Regions from separate parts of the Mus musculus genome. Here region 2 is linked to region 1. The links are chromatin contacts, called in public Hi-C maps. All regions are on one chromosome and are shown on one strand. The core of a region is the stretch at or near the end of the contact, and the rest is flanking DNA. Distances in the headings are between cores, read along the strand shown. Region 1 has its middle 440 kb from the start of Gm31711. Region 2 has its middle 380 kb from the start of Gm25020.

Region 1 (6,617 bases), core at 773-3,272:
CATGTCTCTTAACAGTAAAACATCAGAACACACAATCTTTCTTGCTGCTAGCTCCAGAAAAATTAATAACTCTAAGAAGGAAATACAGCCTGCTACTTAGTTCCATACTTTAAAAGTCTGGATAGACTCTCTCTGCTTCTTTCTGTATATTTTTAAAGTTATACCTGATAACCATGAGGCCTGCCAGGTCACAGGTTGAGAATCTCTGTGCCTTCTGGGTACCACTGATCCATAGGATAACTTTGCCTAACTGTACTGAGTTTGCATTGTTAAAATTACATTTTTGCACATATATATAACAATACTGTATTGCTAAGTAAGATTAAAAAAAAAAACTCAATCTCTCCTCATCTGAGATTTGTTTATGTTATCCTTGGTAGCTATGCTCTGAGTACTATGACTCCTAGTGTCTAATACTTGGAATTGTACTAATATACTTGCTTCAGTGAAGACAGAACATAAGTTTATTGTTTTAAAAAAGGGCCACTTCCTATATATTGTTAATTAAACACTACCTTTCCATGCAATATGTGTTTTTAATACCATATCATGGAGCCTTCCTAAGTAAAGAAGAGGAAATCCACTGTCTGTTTTCATAACTGAAAATTTTGTACCTGTGCTACCTGATACTTGAAAGTACCTGTGGGAATCTAATTACCAAACACATCTCAGATATTATGATCATGTTACACAAGAGGGAGAGAGAGAGTGAGGGAGAAAGGGGGCATGAACAATGATACATCATATGAGACTGAAGCATCTGCATATACTCAATTCATAATTATTTGTAGACAGGGATAGCTATTGCTGCTGAGGAGAAGGATAACTCATAATTAAGATGTAAGATGGCTTGGACAGTCTCCTACTACCTCTTACCCAAAAAATTAAGTGACAATTATGGTATTTGTTCATTAACAAATGTGAGGGGAGAAAATTAATCAGTCAAGTAGATAAGAAAATATAGAATTGTCTTTTTAAAATGCATGCTGTTCTAGTTTAAAAGATCACTTAGTTTTTACTTAGGAAGAAAAATTACGTTGTATTCTTCTCTTCTACAGGAAAAGATTATGTATAGTTTTAAAACAGAAAGACAAAACAGCCTCAAAACAGTATGAAGTTAGTACTAGTTCTCCTTTTAAAGTGACAAAGCATGGTGGAGAGGATGCCCAGTGTCCTTCACTCTGTACTTTCACTGTTGGGAAGACAAAGGACCAATTTGCTAGTAAGTACAATTGGCCCACAAGCCTACTTTCTTGCTGCTGGGTGAGGCAATCTCTGAAGGTGTAACTAGTATGAAGGAAAAGGAAGGCAGGCAAAAGATGAAGAAGCGAACCAAGTGAGTTCAGAATGTTTGCTGGTTTCCTTGATTGTGGAAGCCACCAAGTCCTTCTCCTGACTTCAGTGCAAGACAAACAAGGAAGGAACGGTTCTTCTGGTTTTTCTTGAGAGCTGGTTTGAAAACCACCAGACTGAGGCAGTTTTAGCCTGAGCAGCCAAACCCTGCTGGGAACCATGACAAACTTACCTGGGTAATTCTCTCTGCCTTGCCTTGTTCCTTACTCACAGCCTCTAGGCATCAATCTGCTCCTGAATGGCTAGCCTCAGCCCTGCCTAAAACCACAAAACTCCAACTTTCTCACCATCTACATTTCACTGGCAAGCCCTTCCCGGGAGTCACAGCTCCCCATGACAAACTCATTACTGTCAAAGGCTGGTTTCACCTTCACTATACATGGCTTTCTTCGCTTGGTGTGTTGAATTGTTTTGTTTACTTAAAAAAATGCTACTGGCTGGATGTGCCCTATCCTTAATTTTTACAAAGCTTCTGCTCTAACATCTTCGCTGCTGATTTGTTTTCCTTATGTCTACACGTGACTGAAAGTGGTCTCATTCACCCTTGGGTGGGTTTCTTTTACAATCCTCAGCGATGCCCTAAAGGGAATGACTCAACACAAAAGAGGTCCTTTTGTTATCTGTTGTTCCAGGGAATGAGCCTGAGCCACAGCAGGATTAACAAACTGGGTTCAGGTTGTTATCCTCCACAAGCCAATTAAAGAGAAAGGCAGTGGTAGGAAGAAGAGAAAGGGCACTGCTTAAATGCAGAATGTCAGAAAGAAGAATGAAGAAGCCACGTTACCATAAAAAGTCCATCTTTGAGGTAATAATTAAAAGAAAGGACCCAGATATAGCTGTCTCTTGTGAGACTATGCTGGGGCCTAGCAAACACAGAAGTGGATGCTCACAGTCAGCTATTGGATGGATCACAGGGCTCCCAATGGAGGAGCTAGAGAAAATACCCAAGGAGCTAAAGGGATCTGCAACCCTATAGGTGGAACAACAATATGAACTAACCAGTACCCCGGAGCTCTTGACTCTAGCTGCATATGTATCAAAAGATGGCCTAGTCGGCCATCACTGGAAAGAGAGGCCCATTGGACACACAAACTTTATATGCCTCAGTACAGGGGAATGCCAGGGCCAAAAAAATGGGAATGGGTGGGTAGGGAAGTGGGGGGGAGAGTATGGGGGACTTTTGGGATAGCATTGGAAATGTAATTGAGGAAAATATGTAATAAAAAATATTTTAAAAAAGAAAATAGTTAGAGAATTAAGTATTTATTTATTTATGGATATACTGTTAAGGTGAGAAATATCCAGCATGTTTTAGTAGTCAGAGACATTGCTTGGAGTGCAGTGTTAAGGGTTTGTCTAAAATTTACATCATGTGGGCCTTTGGGAGTGAACTCAGGTTCTGGCCTTGGTGACAGTCATACTCACTGAGCCAGTTTAAAAATTTTTGAGCATTAACAAAATCACATTTGGGTCTTCATTTTCTGTTATTGTTAACTATTAATGATAAATACAATTTAAATTTTTCTAAAACCTCCTTTGATTAAAAATTATCAAAATTTACAGGAAATACCAAACTTTATAATTTAGGAAAACTGTTGTCTTATGTCTGCAATGAGTGTTGCTTCACGTAAACAAACTGTACTATCACGACAGTCTGTAAGATACTTATTGTCCTTTAAAATACTTGATTTAGATGATCAAGTATCTCTCCTAAATCATTTAACAAGAGATCTTTGTTGTATTACTTTCTTTCTTTTCTTTTTTTAAGCCTCAATTTACAGAATTAATATTTTTAAGTTCTAGGACCAAAGCATTCCACGCGAACAGAAGCTCAGCACTTAGGTCTAGCTGAAGGGAAGCCTGCATAACTTTTTTTTCAGTCTTAACTGTGTTACTATTAACCATAACATTCCTATATTTTCTTTTAACTGCTTTTTTCTTCAGAGAAAAAAGACACAGAAACAACAGCTCTTGTATATTAATAGACTCTAAAGGTTACCCCCCAGACACATTGACATATTCACACACACTGTCAGTTCCTCATGCCAATAACAGTAGTGGCAAAGTACAATAAGTTCAAAAGCACAATAAAATGAGGACGTGGCCAGAGGCTTGTGCTAGGTTTCCAGCCATCCTCAGGGCACATCACTGTTGTCTTGTGCTACTTTGAGGAATATAAGTTTACAAAAAGACTCCTCAGTGCAGTTCCCCCTAGAGGGCACCATTATAGACAGACTTAATATTTTAATGGCTACACAATCACAATAGTGATATCAACAACCCAAGGTCCCATAGATCCCTGACAACTTCAACAGACTTCTAAATTCTAAATGACCAACAGACTTATAAATGTCTTTTCTGACACAGGATGATTACCCAAACTGTTCAACAGGATTAAATTTGCTACGAAGAGCTTCTCAACCTAAAATGGTCTAGCCTTTTTGTTTTTATCCTTTCTTTCTCTCTCTTTCTTTCTTTCTTTCTTTCTTTCTTTCTTTCTTTCTTTCTTTCTTTCTTCCTTCCTTCCTTCCTTCCTTCCTTCCTTCCTCCCTCCCTCCCTCCCTCCCTCCCTCCCTCCCTCCCTCCCTTCCCCCCTCCCTCCCTTCCCCCCTCCCTTCCTTTTATTTTTTGTCTTCAGTTTGTTTTGACAAGTAAAACTTTGTGAAATGGGAGAGAAATTCCTGCTCTGGGTGGTACCATGGTGGGGTTCCTGGGGAAACTTTCCTTTCCCAGAGACTGTTGATTCAATAGTGCAATAGTCAAGGGGAAGCACGGTGTCTCCTTACAACACTGTCATTCCTTCCAGGATGCTTACACTTTAAAGAGAATGTCTCCAGACTGAGAATCCTATTAATGCATAGTATTACTTTGAGTTGTAAGCCTCTTCACTCTCTACTACCTGTTTGGAGTTTAAGAAGTGGGACCACCATGAGAAATGGTGGAGGTGAAGAAATAGTGGCAGAAGAAAGGAGTTCCCTGGGGGTTGTCACAGATCGCAAAGAAAAGGAAGGCTGCACCCAAATATCTATGTTAGAAAATCAGTGCTCTGTAGTGTGGAGCCACACTGGCAATAACATCATGAAACCTAGAAGCAGTGTAACTTTCACCTGATCCTACTGTTCTCACGTGCATGCTAGGATCAGCAGTTGAACCCTGATCATTTGGGAAACACATGCCATTGTCTATAAGAGCCACTCTAATAGGGTGGGATGCAGAGATCATACCTGCTGGCCAGCAGAATGTCAGAGATGATAAGGGAGAATGTCTTCTATAGGGACAAATGCCAAGTTTTCAGAAAGAAAAGGGGAGTAGAACTGTGTCCTGTGATACCCACTGGACCAATGCTCCTGGATTTCTCAATGAAATGGCCTTTGGTGTTTCCTCTTCTGTTTCAGATGCTGCACTTTGGTATTTCTTTCATTTTCCCATGGAAATACTGCCTGATGCAGAACTTTATCCAGTAAAAGCGAGTGATTTATACAAAGCATAAATTTCTGAAATGAGCAAACAGTTTAATTTAACTGGAGTGAGAGTCCACATAAGACAGTAATGAGAAAACCAGACAATCACCGCAATGGATGTTGGAAAAAGCACTGGACAGACTCCAACACCAGAGACCTAAGCAAAGATGGATGACTGCTTCCTTATCACAATCAGAAGCATCCCTGTCAGAGGGTGTACTTGGCGATGAACACTACAGGGATTCTAATTAAAATGAGCCACAAAACTCAATAAACAGCAGAGTAGACACTTACTAGATGTGATATTTTGACACATGCTCAAATTCCTGACATGACTACTTTTCTTTTGTTATTGGAATTTGGGAAAATAGCTCTAAAGTTCATGGACAAAAATGAGCATGCAAACAGCAAAGGTCTTAATATATATTTAACCTAGCAAAAATACAAATGGCTTAACACTGGCATAAGAATTAATGAATGAGGGACTAGAGAGATAACTCTATGGTTAAGAACATTTGCTGTTCTTGCAAAGGACCTGGTTTGGTTTTCTGCACCCACAAAACAGCTATTTGTAGCTGCATCTCCAAAAATTTCAGCTCCCTTTTCTGGACTCTGCAGACATAGTACTCATGTGGTACGCATACCTCTATGCAGTCAAAGCCTTCATATATATGAATAAATAATTATACATCAGTTTTTATTTTAAAAATCACAGAAATATTTTCTGACAATATTTAAACTGATAATTTTAACTATTATTTATTAAAAACAGGCAATAGAACTAATTGCTTTTTATAGGAATTAATTTCTCTCTCTCTCTCTCTCTGTGTGTGTGTGTGTGTGTGTGTGTGTGTGTGTGTGTGTGTGTTGTGTTTTAAGGAAGAGCCAAAAGAAAGTGGAAAGCAAGTTTGTAGCTAGCCATTTGAACCTTTGGTTATTGATAGGACAGCTAAAATTGCCAAGGCTTTTGAAATCTTTAAACAATACATTGAATACATATAAATATGTTAAATGGATGCATATGTGTATGCATATGTGAAAACCCAGGAATAGTATCCCTATGGGACACATAAGTATAGGAGGCACATGTCACAAACTCTATGACTATACCCATGGTACAGATGATTGCCTTCCTCTTCCTAGGCTGCATTTCACTCCAGGAAAAAGTGATAAGAACATACCCAGGTCAGAGGCTTCCATCTAAGCTAGCTATAAAATTAGCAACATAATTTGTGGTTGTGAATCACTTATTTGATAGCGAAAGAAGGTGAAGAATTCCTATGCTGAATACACAGGTAAAATGCAAGTCCTGTACATGTAAAGAGAAGCCTTGTCCTAGTGGCTGTTGCTAGTCACATTTCAAAAACTGTTCTGCTGTGCTAAGCTGCTGACATATTTCAGAGATTAACCTGAGTACTATTGCTTGGGTCTTGGCCAGCATGTGCTGTTGGGTGTGTTAAGAGAGGAAACTATTAAACAGAAGAAAGAATTTTACTATTTTTACATGGATTATTTTTTTAAAATAGGAACTGTTTTCTAGTGATGCCATTGCAGAATTCCTGAGTTGCCCGTCTATGGTTAGCTAATCATCAGGCAAGCACTAAAGCCTATGGACTTGAATTTTCCTATAGGACCTGATTAAGACCTCAGACTGAGCCAGTGCTTGCTCTGTATTGTGCTCTGTATCATGTTCCCACCTACCTGGCTATGACTTCTGAGCCATGCTTAGACCTTCCTGATGTGAGGGAGTAATTACAATGACAGAAGCAGAAGGCAGGAGAGGTTCTCCTTCAGGGACACCAA
Region 2 (6,835 bases), core at 2,216-4,715, 130 kb after region 1:
AACATCTTTCACACTATTGATAGGAACGTAATAAACTCAAAGCCATCATGGACCAACAGTTTGGAATTTTCTCAAAAAATGAGTAAGGGAACTATCCTAGGATACAGCAGTTTCATTGTGTAAAAAGAGAGCATAAAGGAAATAAAATTACAATGTCAAAGAGAAGCTGTACTCCCTGTGCATTGCAGCATTTTTTACAACAACACAAAATGAGTCAGCCTGTTCATTGAACAATGAGTGAATTTAAGGTGGAAGAGGAGGTCTGTAAGATGGATCCATTGGTAAAAGCATTTGCTGTCCAGCATAATAACCTGAGTTTGATCCCTGGGACCTACATTGTGGTATCAGAGAACTGACTCCTGCAATATGAAATATACACCAGCGCTATCACCCTGTGCATACCCACCTGTGCATACAAAACAAATAAGTACAAACAATTATAAGATAGTTTTTTTTAAAAATGTAAGAAATAAAAATGCAATATATAGGAATGTGTGTGTGTGTGTGTGTGTGTGTGTGTGTGTGTGTTCTATTCTGTTAGTCTTTATGTTTTTAATCAGGGCTATTTTGTTGATAACAGGCTTAGAGTATATCTTGAAATTAGGTTGTTTGATGCCTTCTGCTTCATTCTTTTTACTTGACTATTTTAGCTGTTTGAGAACCTTTGAATATTTTTTCACTTCTGTAGAAATATTACTGAAGCTTTGATAGAGACCACACAAAATGTATTGATTACTTTTGATAGCAAAAAATATTTAACACTATTAATTTATTTTTAAAAAAGTAATTTTATTTCCTTTATGCTCTCTTTTTACACAATGAAACTGCTGTATCCTAAGATAGTCCCCTTATTCATTTTTTTGAGAAAAATCCATTTTTCTAACCTATCACCATTTGTAAACTCACACTTCAATTTCTTTCTTCAATGTTTTGTGTTTTCAGTATATAAATATAGCACCTAATTGTCTAATCCTATTTTTCCGTTTTTACAAATCAGTGTCTTAGTGTGTGTGTGTGTGTGTGTGTGTGTGTGTGTGTGTGTGTGTGTGTGTGTGGTTTGTGTCCTATGAAGCATACATAGAATACAAATGATACCTGCTGAGAGTTGGTTCTCTCCTGCCACCTTGTGGGATCCTAGGACTGAGCTCAGGTCATCAGGTCTGTGCACAAGCAAACCTACCTGATGAAGCATCTCAAGCCAATGGTTTTTAAATGTTTGATGCTATTATGACTGGGTTGATTTTGTTTTAACTCACGGTTCCATCATCCAATCATGAGATTTTTTAAAATTATGTTTCTAAAAGTGTCACATATTGATTAATTTTCCAGTTTTCCTCCTACTACTATTTTTTATTCGTCTGAAAATACACTTGATATGACTTGAAGATTTTTGAACTACCTGAGATTTACTGTGTGTCCTACCATTTGACTTTCCATGGAAACTGTTTTGTGTGTAACTCAGTATAGCACTCTGCTGTTGTTAGATAGACTGGTCTCTCTGCATGTATGTTTGACCCAACTGCTCTTTGGAATTGATTGTGTGTGCTTTTTCTTTATTGATTTTATATCCGAATAACCTTCACATTGTTGAAAGTGTGGCATTGTATTTCTTTACACCTTCTGTACTCTACATTATTCTTTGTTCTGTTAGGATTAACTTTATATATTTGGATGCTTCAGTGTTGAGTAAACATGGTTAAACTTGTTATGTCATCTTTATGACTTTACATTTTTATCACTAAATAATGATTTCTGTTATCACTTTGGGTTGTTTTTACTTAATATTACTGACAAATTACTCAACAGAAACTTTGCAGATTACACATATAATGGAATATATATTTGAGGAAATGGAATAAAATATGCTTACTGAAAGTACCAGACCTAACAAAAAATGTCCTTCAGAAACTGAAGGATAGATTATAAACCTATCCCAGATGGATAAAATGGGAGAAAGTTTTTATCAGTAGACAAATTTCACATTCTGAAGACTCTGCTACTGGAAGGTTGGTGAAAAAGTCACTTTGTTTCTAGTATTAAAGTAGAAAGGCAAAGTATTAACAATAACTATAGTTATGATAATTGCTAATGGATATGTAATATAGACAAGATGTGAGTGGTAACATTAATAACTAAATATGGGGTAGGAGAATTTGAAGCATGCAGAGATACTGAGGTTGGCCAGCCGGCAGAGATTAGCAGTAAAATCCCTGCTGGAGTTATTTGGCTGGCCCCCTGCCAACTCTACAGTTAAGCACAAAGGTCTGAAGCTTGAATCCATAAGACTTGGCTTCCTGCCAGGGTCTACTGAGGCAAGGACAGTACATACATCCAGGAGGACATACCTAAGGGAACTTTAAGCAGTAGTCTAGAGTCTGGGCCCAAAGGTCTGGCATGCAGACATGAACATACTGAAATCTAGATCTAATGGGAGTGCAATAAGTAAACCGTATTAAACAGGCTGTGTCCTCTCCTTTCTACTTATTTCCCTGGTTGCTTCCCTGTCTCATTATACCCATCATAACTGCATTTGGGGCTTTTATTCACACATCAATTAGACAATTATGTATGGATCAGGCATGTTGTCTCAGGCATTCTGTTCATTGTGAATAAGAGATGAATATGGCTGCCTGCTACACACACTCCAGTGAAGTTTGCTTGGCAGGCCGAGAGGCCTGGGAGCACTCACGAGGCAATGAGTTTCAGAGAAACTCACCTCCTGGAACCTTGGTGTTCTCATAACCCATACTCATACCCTATCCCTGCATTAGTTTGGTGTATGGATCCACGTGTTCTATTTTAGTATTATTTTATCATAAGTGCCTTTAAAGATTGAATTCTGACATAGCTAAGCCTTCGCCAGTGTTCTAACGTCCTAGAAAATCCTTGAAGCCGACAAACATGGAGTTCAGTAGGAATTAACATTCAAATTTACTTCTAGTAGAGAGGGTGAAACTAATTAAGCATTACAAAGAACGGAGCAGGAATAGCTCGGGGTGGTCTGCAGAGTGTTTACTTGGGACAATAGCCAGTCTTACCCAGACGAGGGAATACACAATGGCCTAGCAAATAGGAGGGTTTACCATGAGAGAGAGAGTTAGGGAATCCCCCTGAGACAGGTTTCTTCACTAGAACTCCTGGTGGTGGGTTTAACAATAGACTAGCATTACACCTGGCTCCCTTCTTAGAGGTAAACAGCAGCGCCTGGTCCCAGCCATCTTTTGATGTATACATTCCTTATGTTTTGAGTCACTGTAATTTGGTGGATGTATCTCGTCTGGTTTCTTGTTATTCTTCTATATAAAAAGTATGATGCTTGACTTGACAAATTACATTCAGATTCTACACATTCTCCCGTGTTGATCTGTCTGTCATTCATTTTGCTAATTCCTTGTCCACCTGCAACCAGAGAACTGTTCTATGCAGACAGGGACCAAAAGGGTCTGCGGCAGCTGCCCTCATGGAGCTTGTGGGCTGCATGAGAATTGGAGCAAAAAAAAAAAAATGCATCCTGAAATTAGATGTAGACAGATAAAGCCTGAGCACCAAAATTGCTTTGTGAAGTGGTCTGTGGGAAGGTGGTCTTTAAGCAGGATCCTGAAAGGTTAGGATGGAGAAAAGGATTTGGGGGAACTAGCATTGTAAGAAGAAAAGACAAGTAAGATGTCAGATTAAGGATATAGCCAGGGTCAGGACTGAGGTAAATGACTTAAAACTGGGCCCAGTACAATGGGGAGCTGTGGGAAGATTAGATGAATCTACTCAAAATTGTTCTTTTCATAGATTTCCCTAAATTCTTTGTGCAGGATAGACTTAGGAGAGTGCTGGGGAAAAGGAAGGTTCCGTACATATGACACTATTTATTTATAAATAGATTCCCTATAGGGAATGGAAGATGGAGGGAAGACCTCTCCAGGATGGAGGGGAAACGTGAATGGGGGAAGGACCTTTCTCAGGGTTTTACCACTGGTTTGCTAACATAAGAGTGTGTGGACAGTAAGCAATTATATAGTTCAAAAACAGCATGTTACATTTTATTAGAAGAGGTATTGGTATTGATAGAATTATCATGTGCCTACCTGAGATTCCAAAAATAAGGTCTTAATCTGTGAAGAATTTGTTAGCTGCCTATAGAGTAGACTAAAATATGAGGACCATGTGCTCTGTTGTTTATTCTGAAGACATCTATAAAATGGCCCCCAGACTCATTTTTCATGAGATTCAGGTATCCAGAGACAAGGAGGCATAATCTTTCATGAACCTTACCTTATGACTCACTCTAGAGTCAGTAGTTGTCTACAATACCCTTTTGGGTGCTTTCTTCCTATTAAAATGCTTCTACGGAATCTGTAAAAGGAAGTTCTGAGAATATTTCAAGACCACTTCAAGACAGAAGCCACACACTGACGTCTGCTACTTTTCAAGTGCCTCCCACATGAGTGAATGGCCAGCTGTCCAGCCCACTACCAGGACCCATTCTCCTACGGCTTCGGATGCATCACTGCCTGCCTGGCAAATCCAGCTGCCCCAGGGCACAGCCTAATTCCTGGATCCCCTGCTTCATCTGTCGAGCGCAAGCTCCAGTGCATCTGTGTTTTCCCGTGGTTTCTGTGCCAAAATAAAATCAGTCAAATAAAACACAATCATGCAATATCAGGCCACAGGCTGTTTGTCTCAGCCTAAGTGACTTTGACACCCGGGGAACAGAAGAGCCAAACCAGTCCAGTCGAGAGGAGCTATGGCTAAGGCTCCAGAAATACAAGGTGACACTGCTCCATCCAGCTGCATCTGGAGTCCAGTTGGTGTACATTCAGAAGGGAAACTGAGCTCTTCTTAAATTCTCTCCTTTACAGTCCACTTGTTCCTGAACCCCTATATCTCCATACAAGTCAGTGAGCCATTCCTATCTTCCTCATGGAAATATGAGCTCAGTACACCTAATCTTTGCCTGCTTGGACACTCCTGGCTAACACCCACCCAGTATATTTTGCATTGTTCTATAACACAAGTATAAAAAAGCCTGTGCAATTGTCTTAAAGCATGAAGCAGAGAATACCATTTGGTATTGTTTCACTGTAATTCCCCTAAATGGTACTAGAAATATGATTCATTTTTGTAGCAAGGGCTTCATGATGACCATTTTGTGTCTTCTCAGAGTCTGTCAAGCACATGTTAGGAGCTGGTTAATTAGCTAGAAAGGCAGGACTACAGCAGAACCAACAGAATTATTGTTCTTAGCAGGTAGGATGGACCTGCCAATGTCCAAACCTGCTAAGACTTGAGAGGTAGCATCTGAAAAAGAGGAGGTAGCATGCTTCTGTCCTGACTGTATGGCCTTGAAATATCATAGAGGATCTGACAGTTCTGACAAGAAAACAAGTGTGGCATTATGTGTGACATGCACCAGTCCAGTCTGACTCATTTTTGAATGCTCGCACATTCTCCTCTGAAGCTCAGTTCTTTATTAGGTAGGCATGTGTGAAAGAGCATCCATACAAGGGAATCCATTGGCTTTGAAATCTGCCATTCCCTTTTTTCCATTCCAGCTATGCCACTGAAGCCAGATATGAACTTCTTCATGCTTCACCTGCCATCAAAATCCTTCAGTGGTCCTGACCATGGGTACCCTCACTAACTCAGATAATCTTCTCTCCAACTTACAGCTAACACATTTCCCCTTCCTCACTCAAATATATGGCTACTTCTTTCAGTGCCTTTTGGTGAGTCTGCTTCTTCCTTCCACATGCAAACTCTTAGATTTTCTTGGAGTCAGTCCCAGAGTATGTTCCCTTTCCTTCAGAACACCCTTACATTTATTCCTCTAATCTAGACAACTCCCTGAAGAACCAAAAGACCTTGTAAAAACAGATATAGACTAGAAGCCCTGTTTGCATTTCTCAAAATCAGAACCCTTCCATCTCCCAAACTAGCTCCCATTCCCTGTGTAATCAATCTCAGTCAATAAAGCCATACTTAGCCAAGCTTCAAAGCCAAAGACATCACAGACACTCTTGATTCCACTCTCTCTTCACCACTTCCTTTTAACATTGAGTGCTGCAATTCTATCTAATGCAAAACCATACTTGGAAAACCTACTTGTCTTCAGGACCTTTGCTGTTACCATTGTACAAACCATGTTCACCATCACCTCTCACTCTACGACTGCAGTGATTCCCTAGATGCCTCCAGCCTCTAGGCTGGCAGCTACCCAGCAAAGTCTTCAAAACTCTGTGGTATCTGCAATTCATAAGTCAAATACTATCACATAGATGCTATGTTTTTCCTGATAACTTCCCATGTTATTTAGACAACAATTCAAACAATATCTAATTATAGTCTTCTCTATTATTGAACATTTTGGGGGCCTCTCAACTTCATCCTGTATCACTGGTTATTTATTGACTTCCCTAATTCTTTTCCAACTTTCAAAGTACTTCCCATTGGCTTAGAAAAAATGCCATTTCCTTCTTAAAAATAAATTTTATATGCATGAATTACTATTAATCATAGAATGACTCTCACTGAGACATGTATATGATATGATTTTATATTTACCTCCTTTACCCTCTCCTGCCATCCTTCCACTCCTGCTTATCCCATTTCTCTGCCCAAATATTCTATTTTTATGCTTTTAAACATCTAGTTTGGAACTCCTGCATGAGTCAAAGGTTAGGAGATGCTATGGGTTTGGAATTATAGGCACCATCTTGAGTGACTGCTTTGACCATGAATCCTATTTTAAGAATGAATACTTATTTTGCTGGTTGTCACCCAAATTTTCCACTGAGTGGCTCTCACTTGTCAATAATCTGAAATTCTCTAATGGAACATGCCT

Evidence for each region. Hi-C and Micro-C count contacts between places; a contact is called where the count stands out from the background.
Region 2: a Hi-C map of embryonic stem cells shows a contact between it and region 1, with 1.8 times the contacts expected there. The contact joins two enhancer-like sites. A contact is called at or near these places in 2 of 484 Hi-C or Micro-C datasets (cranial neural crest and embryonic stem cells) and 1 of 115 datasets of contacts at active chromatin or transcription factors (embryonic stem cells).

What each region holds. Positions count from the first base shown.
Region 1 is chr13:16,694,924-16,701,540 of GRCm38.p6, forward strand. No RefSeq gene overlaps it. Among named protein-coding and RNA genes, the nearest start is that of Gm31711, 440 kb to the left of the region's middle. Within about 2 kb of position 2,023, at least 17 of the 459 cell types and tissues checked have an H3K27ac peak or open chromatin away from gene starts, as enhancers often do. A contact at or near this core is called in embryonic stem cells, where this site is marked.
Region 2 is chr13:16,827,491-16,834,325 of GRCm38.p6, forward strand. No RefSeq gene overlaps it. Among named protein-coding and RNA genes, the nearest start is that of Gm25020, 380 kb to the right of the region's middle. Within about 2 kb of position 3,466, at least 12 of the 459 cell types and tissues checked have an H3K27ac peak or open chromatin away from gene starts, as enhancers often do. A contact at or near this core is called in embryonic stem cells, where this site is marked.